Linked DNA regions of Mus musculus: all the other regions are linked to region 2. The links are chromatin contacts, called in public Hi-C maps. All regions are on one chromosome and are shown on one strand. The core of a region is the stretch at or near the end of the contact, and the rest is flanking DNA. Distances in the headings are between cores, read along the strand shown.

Region 1 (2,700 bases), core at 181-2,680, 810 kb before region 2:
TAGTACAGTGCAGCCCCTACTGCTAATTAGAGAACATGGGGCTCAATGTAGAATCCAGATTGTAAGTTTGATGCTTACAATTACATTGTGTGTGTGTGTGTGTGTGTGTGTTGTGACCTACTATTTTCCCTGCAACTGTAACCTTTGGACATTGCAGTACTTGCTATTTTATTTCTTAGTGGAAGAATCACAATTGTATGCTTTCCTCACAATTTGAAGCATCTTGCTTTCCACTGGTCGTTCACCCAGGACTATGCAGCATTCAAGTGTAATAGATTTGTTTGTCTTGATTGACAGCAATATTGATGCCCACTGATGTCATTTTCTGTTCCCTTCACAACAAATGGCTCAGTCAGTCTTACCACATTTGGGATGTAAAGACCAATAATCTTTCAAGAACTGAATGAGGGCTGAGAAACAGGTTTACATCCAGAAAGAAAAGGACGGCAACCATTCATTCCACGCTCTCAGAGCCCTCCGTACTTTCTAGTCAAGAGAGTCACTGAGAAAGAAATTAACAGCACTGGCCATAAAATTATCTTTCAGATCAGCCTGGATTTTGAAGTTCAGACGAGAATATTATGGTTTTAAGAGGGAACATGTTTAGACGGGTTTTATAGAGCAGCACGTGTTTCCAAGGAATGTAATCCTATCCTAAACTTGCCCCACTAAGAACCAATCCCTCATTATTATGAAGATTTTATATCATAACAGATTTTGACTTGGATTTCCATTAATTTATTTGAAAGATAACATGATGAGTAGTTAAACTTCTCACAAGTCACAGCCATTATTTAGGAAACAAAACCCAGGTTGGCTCTAGTAGTTTGCCATCTTTCCATAAACAGCAGTATTAAGGACAGGCAGATGAGCTGAGGCAAATATAATCATCGAAAGTAGTCTCACGGAAAAAGCAACAGTGTATATAATATATATGTCCTTTTTCCAAAAGCCCCATATTTTCAAGACTATGTAACACAACAGATTTAAAAGTCAAATCAAGAGGTGGGGAGATGACTTAGCCTATCAAGGTATGCAAACACGTGGTCCTAAATTCAGCACACATATAAAATGCCCAGGGAGAGCTTTGTACTCCTGTAATCCCAGCACTAGGGAAGGATAGACAGGAAGATCTCTGCAACTCATTAGCCAGGACGCCTAGCCAACTCAATGAGCTTCAGTTTTAGTAAGAGACCTTGTCTCAGCGATGATGGTGATGATGAAGGTGGAAACAGAACATGTTATCTGTAAGTGTGTTATTTCTCTCATGTTTGGAATCTATATAGGGTGGTGTGTGTGTGTGTGTGTGTGTGTAACATAAAAGCACAGATGGAGCTATGTGGCTGGAGGACGGAGCCAGGGCCTAAAGGGAATAGGAGGAAGGAACAAGGAAATGAAAGGACATTGACAAATGTTACAAGTTTCTCTTCCATATGGAATCTGTCTACCTACCTATGCATTATCTAGCTATCTTCACAAGGGCAGAAAAAAAATGGAAGGAGCCAAGGTAGGGAATGTGAGCAAAGTATACAAGTTTAAAATGCTACAGCGAAACCCATTATTTCCTATCCTAAGTAAACAATTGTTAATAGAATGTGCTGCTGTCTCTGAACACAGCCCAGACCTGAGTAGAGGCCTCAGGAGATCCTCAGCAGCTCACAGTGTTTGGAACACAGATGGCCCTTCACAGTCTGCCTGTCCAGTTCTGACAAATCATCCACCTGGTATCCCCCCCCCCCACTCCTCTCTCCTAAGAGCTTGCTTGCCCCACCTCTGGCACAGAAGTCTCTTTCTCCTGTGGAGCCTCTCCTGGACTTTGTAGGCAGAGGTGGCTACTTCCTCCTCCGCCTTCAATTGCTGCTATCCAAATACATCTCAGGCAGCCAATAATTAGCTTCCACACGGCTCACTTTCTCATCTGACATTTTCTCTGTTGACAGAGATGACGCTTGGCACATCTCAGCTCCAGCGTCTAATCTGTGACCTGGCAGACAGAAGTCATTTTATAAATGCCTGCAGCATGCGGTAGTAATTGAGTCAGGTAGTAATTGAGTCAATGAATAAAACACATGCAAAAAAAAAAAAAAAAAAGAAAGAAAGAAAAAAAGTTTTTTTTTTTCAATGTGGGCAAAATTAAGCTGTTACTATAATTTTTAAATCTGGATTACAAACCCACTGATTCAGCATTTATCACAAGCAGTTGCAATATGAATGGAAGATGAAAGAGAACACACCTGACATAGGTCCTGTCCTGATGAGACTACATCTAGCTCATGCGAATTACAGATACCACACAGAGGCCTCTGTGGAATTCCTCACCATCTTAACCAGGCATAGTTCAAAGGACTTAGAATCAGACCAAGGGGGAAAAACCTTCTACAAGAATGAGGCTATAGACAAAGCCCGGAGACATAACAGTCAAACAATAGCTGTGTATATTTCCAAAGAATCAAGCGAAGCTCTGCATTGCTGCAGTGGGGGTGGGAAGAAGAAAGGGGAAGGAAAGAAATTAGTTGCAGTTGAAGAGGCAGTCAGGTAAGGGGCCCACCAAAGTCTACTCCAGGGCCTTACTCTGAAATAACTGGAGGAATTAAACAGGACTGAGATCTGTGTGGTCAGCAGTCTAGGGAGTTGATGAGGACTTGCCCTGGGGAGAGACAAGGTTAGCTGGAAACATAGTTTGAGGAGAACATGGTTATC
Region 2 (2,700 bases), core at 97-2,596:
GAGACCTTATCTAAATATCTCTATATAGACATCTAAATATGAATATCTCTAACAAATATCTACATAGATAAATAGATTGATAGAGACATCTAGGTAGATATAGATATATATGTGCTAAGTGTAGAGTGATGCATATTAAATGAGTGAATAATTTTAGTAGGTCTTGGATGGCATATAACCAGGTTCCAGATACAGCTCTGGAGTTGAGGAGAGGAAAAAAAAGGATGGGCCAGGAAACAGAAGTTGAGATACAGCACATGAAGGGATTCTCAGGCTAGTGACAGAAAGCTACACAACAGCTATAGAGTTAATTTTTCAATGTTTCCCTTGCTTTGTTCCTTTATAAGGTAAACTAGCTTTGCATTCTGCCATTGGCAGCCTCTTTAAAATACTATCGTGAAAGTAGGTGAAAACTGGGTTGTTCCTGAAGCTTTCGCAACCATTTCACCAAGTACCGAGTCTGTAACCAGATTACTAATAAGTAAGCTAGATGCAAATACTTTACAACAGATGCAGTAAGCTTTTAACTACATTATATTTGTCAGGAAAGTTACAAAGGCATACACATTCTATTTACAGAGAGTCATATACATATGAACAGCACAGGTAACTATATGGTTTGAAATAGACTGTCGATGTGATGATGTCTCGGGCTCATGTTTAATCTATTAACTACCTACCTATTATATAATTACTGAGAGAATTATGCTTTGATTCTGCTCAAAGCAGGGACTCCTGCAGGAGCCTAAGAGCTTCTTATGTGTAGAGTATTTAAAACAGAATGAAATTAGCAATCTGTAACTTAAAATTATACATAACATTTAGCTTCATTTAAAATTAAAGCAGTAGAAGGAACAGATTTTCATGGCATTTCCATTATGCAGAGAGGTAAACAACAAATAAATATGGCACATATGAATATGAAAATCACAGCACGGTAATTGCTGTACTCCATCAGCGTGTGCAATATTAAATCCTCAAATAAACACTTACTTAACCTCATCCTCACACATGCCTATTGCTTTTATCAGAAGGAGAACCACCTGAAACATTCAAACTAACACCCCATCCCCCAATGAGGTACAAAGTCAACGGGAATCACTGCTGTTCCTGAGAGATTTCAGTTGTGCTCCTCCACTGGCTCCAGTAGTGCCAGTATTTCTAAGAGACAGGGACAGGAGAAGAAATGTGGAAGTCAGTTTGAAAAATTCAGCCCTCCTGAGACTGTCTTTTATGTCACATCCTAACTCCACTGCTGATTCTTAAAGCCTTGTGAGGATCATTAACATTGCAGCCATGCCAGGAACCTCTGCCTTCTGGCTGAGACCACACTCCAGCTCTCTCTTTCTCTAGCAGAGAGCAGAAACTCTTTTTGTATACCCTTAATAATAGCTAACGTCTGTCTCATGCTCTGGGCCCGAGCTTGCCCTAAATTTAACCCTCAGCAATGGTTCTCTGTTTTACTCACAGCCACGACCTGACTCATTTATGAAGAGACCTCTGCTACCCTGGAGTTTTTCAACAGGCAAGGGTTAAAAGGTCAACCACGGTGTCGTTTCTGTCTTTATGAATAACAACTGTCAGAATTCAGTTATGCAGAGTAACACGCTGAAGATATCTTATCATTTTACACAGTATGACCAATGGTTCAGATGTGTGGTTTGTGTGCACATGAGACTATGTCTCCTAGCAGGGGACATCAGCGACTTTATCAGAAGCTAGGAACCAGAACATGCATTGATTCAATTCAACTTTAAAACAGAAACCAAAGACGTATGAAATCCAAAGGAAGGAAAACTGCTTTGTTCCAAATAAATACCTTTCAAGTTTACCAATATTCATTGTCCCAGTGATGAAATTAATACATCTTTGCTGCTCTAAACTTAAATTTGACTGGATGGGTAAATTCAAGCCTGAGGCTTTCATGCCATTATCAGAGGCTCTGTCAGTGAGTGCTTTAACCTAATTACATTTGATGCAGCAAATCAAGAAAACCACTGCTGGTTATGACCTCTGCCAAGAGCACTCATGAGCTAGACAAATGGAGCTTAAGATGTTATTAGTTGTTCGTTGCAAAGTTCCAGATCCTGCCCGACAGGAGGCTGCCGCCTGATGTGGGCACGGACCCTCCAGATGGCATTCTGCATTGGCTTGTGGCAAGGCTCTCGGGGACGCTGGCACATTTTCTGCGTCAAAATGAAAGTTTTCCAATTACAAGGAGATAATGTGAGGAGATGCAAACTTAATCTCTTGAACAAAAGGTTGCAAGCTGTGTAATAGCCATTTCAGGGGAGAGATTTCACTACAGTTCAATTGATTTAAACGTCGTAGATCACAAAATGGGCTATCTTTCCTAATAAAACTGAGGACGCAGCTGCAGTAGATTCTACCTCATGGAGCAGGGTGCCAATGGGCTCATCATCTTAGGGACTGCTTCTCTTAACTCCGTGTTTTGTTGAATGCAAGTCGGTGATTATTTTTGCCTTCCCTTATGTGTGAATGAATAACAAGAAACCATCTCCTTTTAGTTAGACAGCAAATGTCTTAAATGAAGCCTTCCAGGTGTAACAGTTTAACAATGTTACTACATAGCAGATCATAGAGTTTCACCAGGGCATATTAAGTGGTAAGAAAGCCTTATTACTATCCAAACCTTTCAGATAGTTTAGCTAAAATGTTAATCTTTCTTTTTTTCTTTTT
Region 3 (2,700 bases), core at 122-2,621, 550 kb before region 2:
TAAATTATGAACTAGCAGGTTATGACTGCCTGTATGTTGTACACCATATGGCCCCATTCAGCACTGATATAGGAAATGCCACATACTTGGTAAATATCAGGCATGAATGACATATGGCAGCAAGGGTGGACAGAAATCTAGTTTGAAAGCTCAAAGTCCTAGAATGGTAAATTCGGGCCCCACACAGATGAGGCTAATACCATTAGCCATTTATTGCAAAGGAACTAAATCTTTACAAATTAAACTCATGATGGATTTTAATCACTTGGCTAATGTTGGTAAATGATTATGCCCCAAGCCATCATGATAATGATCATTACTAGCAAGAATCTGTTTTTACAATGTTTCTAATGCTCAAAATTAATCCAGAAGTCAAGAGCCATTAAATCATTTCTCCTGCAGCAGAGTTTTAAGACGGGAGCATATTTCACGTAGCTGTCATTAAAAAACAAAAGCTAAGAAGGCGATGGAAAAATACAAAAGAAAATCAAGCTATTAGCTACAGCGCCACCAAGCGACCAACTTCACAATTCCCTGTAAAGCCCGAATACATAAAAAAGCACATACAGAAACGAAAGTGCTGTAAGACCACAGCAAGAATCGCCAATGGATGCTGGTTATTGACCAATAATGAGTCTCATAAGTACAAGAGGGTAACTTCCCACTCCCTTGAGTTATAGCACTTATGTGAGACTCATCAGAACTAACCTGGTGGGTTCCCAGAGAGCTGCCAAACATTCAGAACTTGAAACAAATAAAGATAAGGCCATTTAAATAGCAGCTATCCCTGGGCGGTACCCATGGCATTATATGACAGCATCTTTGCACAAAGAGTAAAGTATGAACAGGTGTCAGACTTCTCACACTACTTCCTACGTCACAAATCCTATGGGACAAGATTATATGCTGGCAAATCTAAATCAGTTAATAAATCAGTCAGTCAATCTATTTATCTACCACTCCATCCAACGTCACTTTATTATCTGCCTATAATTTATAATAAGAGGTTTCCTAAGTAGTAGAAAACTAAAGCATTTTATAATTCTACACAAATAACTTACAAATGACCTCACTAGCAATGTTTGAGCCATTAACTTTTTCATTTGTTCACCAGGGGTATCAGTAGCTCCAACTGTTCCAGGCATAGTGCTGAAGTCTGAAAATGGCATGGCATTGTGGGACATCACGTTACTAGGAGCTCAAAACTAGTCATGTAAGATGGAAGGAACATGGCTTGAGAAAGGATGAAAAATTTAAGGATACTAAGTGTACATGTCAGCAATAGGTAGGGCCATTTCATCTGTAGACTACAGTAACTGACTCCACCCTTATGAGCTGTCCCTGAAAAACTGTTTTCATTCTTAAGGCCGAGCATCACGAAACTGAAAACCAACCAAGCAACAAAAATGACTAAGGGAGTGACACACTAAGTGACTAATGGGAGAAACTCAAACGGAGCTAAATTTAAGCCATTGGCTTTATGGACGTAACAAATTGGGTCTAAAAATAGGAGTCAGACAAAGGAGCTGATACCGTTCTGCAGTATTCAAAGAGATAGCCATGGGAGTGAACAGTGGGATGGAGTTAGGTAGAGGAACATTTAGATTATATCAGGAAAAGGCTTCCTGTTGGAGAAAACTGGCAGATTAACACAATCGTCACCAGGAAATGTTGGGAGCTCTATTTGGTGATAAGTGGAAAGCTCGGACTGGAGCTGGAAACGTGTTCTCAAGAGCTGAGGAGAGGGAACCGTTTTGATGGTGCCTTCAGCCTCCCAGTGTAGCGATCCACACCCTGCCTGTGTAACAAGAGGAGTGGAAATCTATCAAGACAGGGCCAAGAAAAGCAAACGTGTTCTCGTGGAATGTGAGAGTGAGTTCATAATACTTCAAAGGTATAAACTGTTCAGTTAAACCTCTCTTCCCCTTTCATTTGATGCATCTCTCCATTGGGCTGCGTCAGGGGTTAGACAGAGCCACGGTCTGGTTTATTAAACTGAGAACAGGAGCTCAGTCCTGTATGCCACTAACTAGAACTAATCCAAGAGATACGGCCTCCAACACAAAACCTGGTGTTGATGTTTACCATATACAGCAATTTAAGTTATTGCTTCTCTCCTGGACTGAAATAAGTAAAACACAAAGAAAATATTAATCACCCAGGCTATGTCCATTGACTCTTTGCCCTTACCTTTCATGACATGACTTATAGGGAGTTGGAGTTTATTATCCCAGTCAGTTTGCACTGACTCCTAGTTAGGTCACACTGGAAAGGCCTGGTTTCCTATATGTTTCTGTTGCCGTTATATTAAAGGGCAAGAAACAAAAGACTCTGTGTCCCCGGAGCTTCTCTGTGGACACTGTGACAATGCACCTCTACTTGGCTTCAGTTCCTGACTTGGGAAATACGTGTTTCTCTCACAGTTTCTGCCTGGTGGCTTTGGACCTTCACTCTCACAGTTGCCTGGCCCTACACCCACAGCTGTAATGCAGTTTTCTTTCTTCTGAGTCTCTGTTCTGACCTTCATGATGATACATAGTTTCTACTGCCAATTTACACTGATCTACCGGGGAAATCAAAGAGAAAAACACTAATGTTTCTGGCCTAATTTTCTCAAATGGCACAGAAACACTTTGTGGTTGTTAGGCTTTGGTTTAAGAATTCATCATGTGAAAATATATCCATTATTCACTTTTCATA

What was found. A called contact is a pair of places that touch in the nucleus more often than the background predicts.
Region 1: a contact with region 2 is called in a Hi-C map of the N1E-115 cell line, with 15 times the contacts expected there. The contact joins two enhancer-like sites. A contact is called at or near these places in 2 of 39 promoter capture datasets (the 3T3-L1 cell line and hippocampal neurons), 3 of 15 datasets of contacts at CTCF or cohesin (the NIH/3T3 cell line, large pre-B cells and pro-B cells), 55 of 484 Hi-C or Micro-C datasets (the 3T3-L1 cell line, 3T3-L1-derived adipocytes, the Ba/F3 cell line and 36 more) and 1 of 115 datasets of contacts at active chromatin or transcription factors (astrocytes).
Region 3: a contact with region 2 is called in a Hi-C map of the G1E-ER4 cell line, with 11 times the contacts expected there. The contact joins two enhancer-like sites. A contact is called at or near these places in 2 of 15 datasets of contacts at CTCF or cohesin (CD8 T cells and large pre-B cells), 76 of 484 Hi-C or Micro-C datasets (the AML12 cell line, B cells, the C2C12 cell line and 52 more), 5 of 115 datasets of contacts at active chromatin or transcription factors (CD8 T cells, PVALB interneurons, bone marrow-derived dendritic cells and 2 more) and 1 of 9 other capture datasets (embryonic stem cells).

The regions. Positions count from the first base shown.
Region 1 is chr2:79,767,776-79,770,475 of GRCm38.p6, reverse strand. All of the region lies in intron 4 of Ppp1r1c (protein phosphatase 1, regulatory inhibitor subunit 1C), which reads right to left. Among named protein-coding and RNA genes, the nearest start is that of Ppp1r1c, 61 kb to the right of the region's middle. Within about 2 kb of position 1,430, at least 9 of the 459 cell types and tissues checked have an H3K27ac peak or open chromatin away from gene starts, as enhancers often do. A contact at or near this core is called in the N1E-115 cell line and cerebellum, where this site is marked.
Region 2 is chr2:78,960,632-78,963,331 of GRCm38.p6, reverse strand. No RefSeq gene overlaps it. Among named protein-coding and RNA genes, the nearest start is that of Gm37004, 11 kb to the left of the region's middle. Within about 2 kb of position 1,346, at least 42 of the 459 cell types and tissues checked have an H3K27ac peak or open chromatin away from gene starts, as enhancers often do. A contact at or near this core is called in the G1E-ER4 cell line, the N1E-115 cell line and cerebellum, where this site is marked.
Region 3 is chr2:79,509,967-79,512,666 of GRCm38.p6, reverse strand. No RefSeq gene overlaps it. Among named protein-coding and RNA genes, the nearest start is that of Gm39867, 38 kb to the left of the region's middle. Within about 2 kb of position 1,371, at least 59 of the 459 cell types and tissues checked have an H3K27ac peak or open chromatin away from gene starts, as enhancers often do. A contact at or near this core is called in the G1E-ER4 cell line and the N1E-115 cell line, where this site is marked.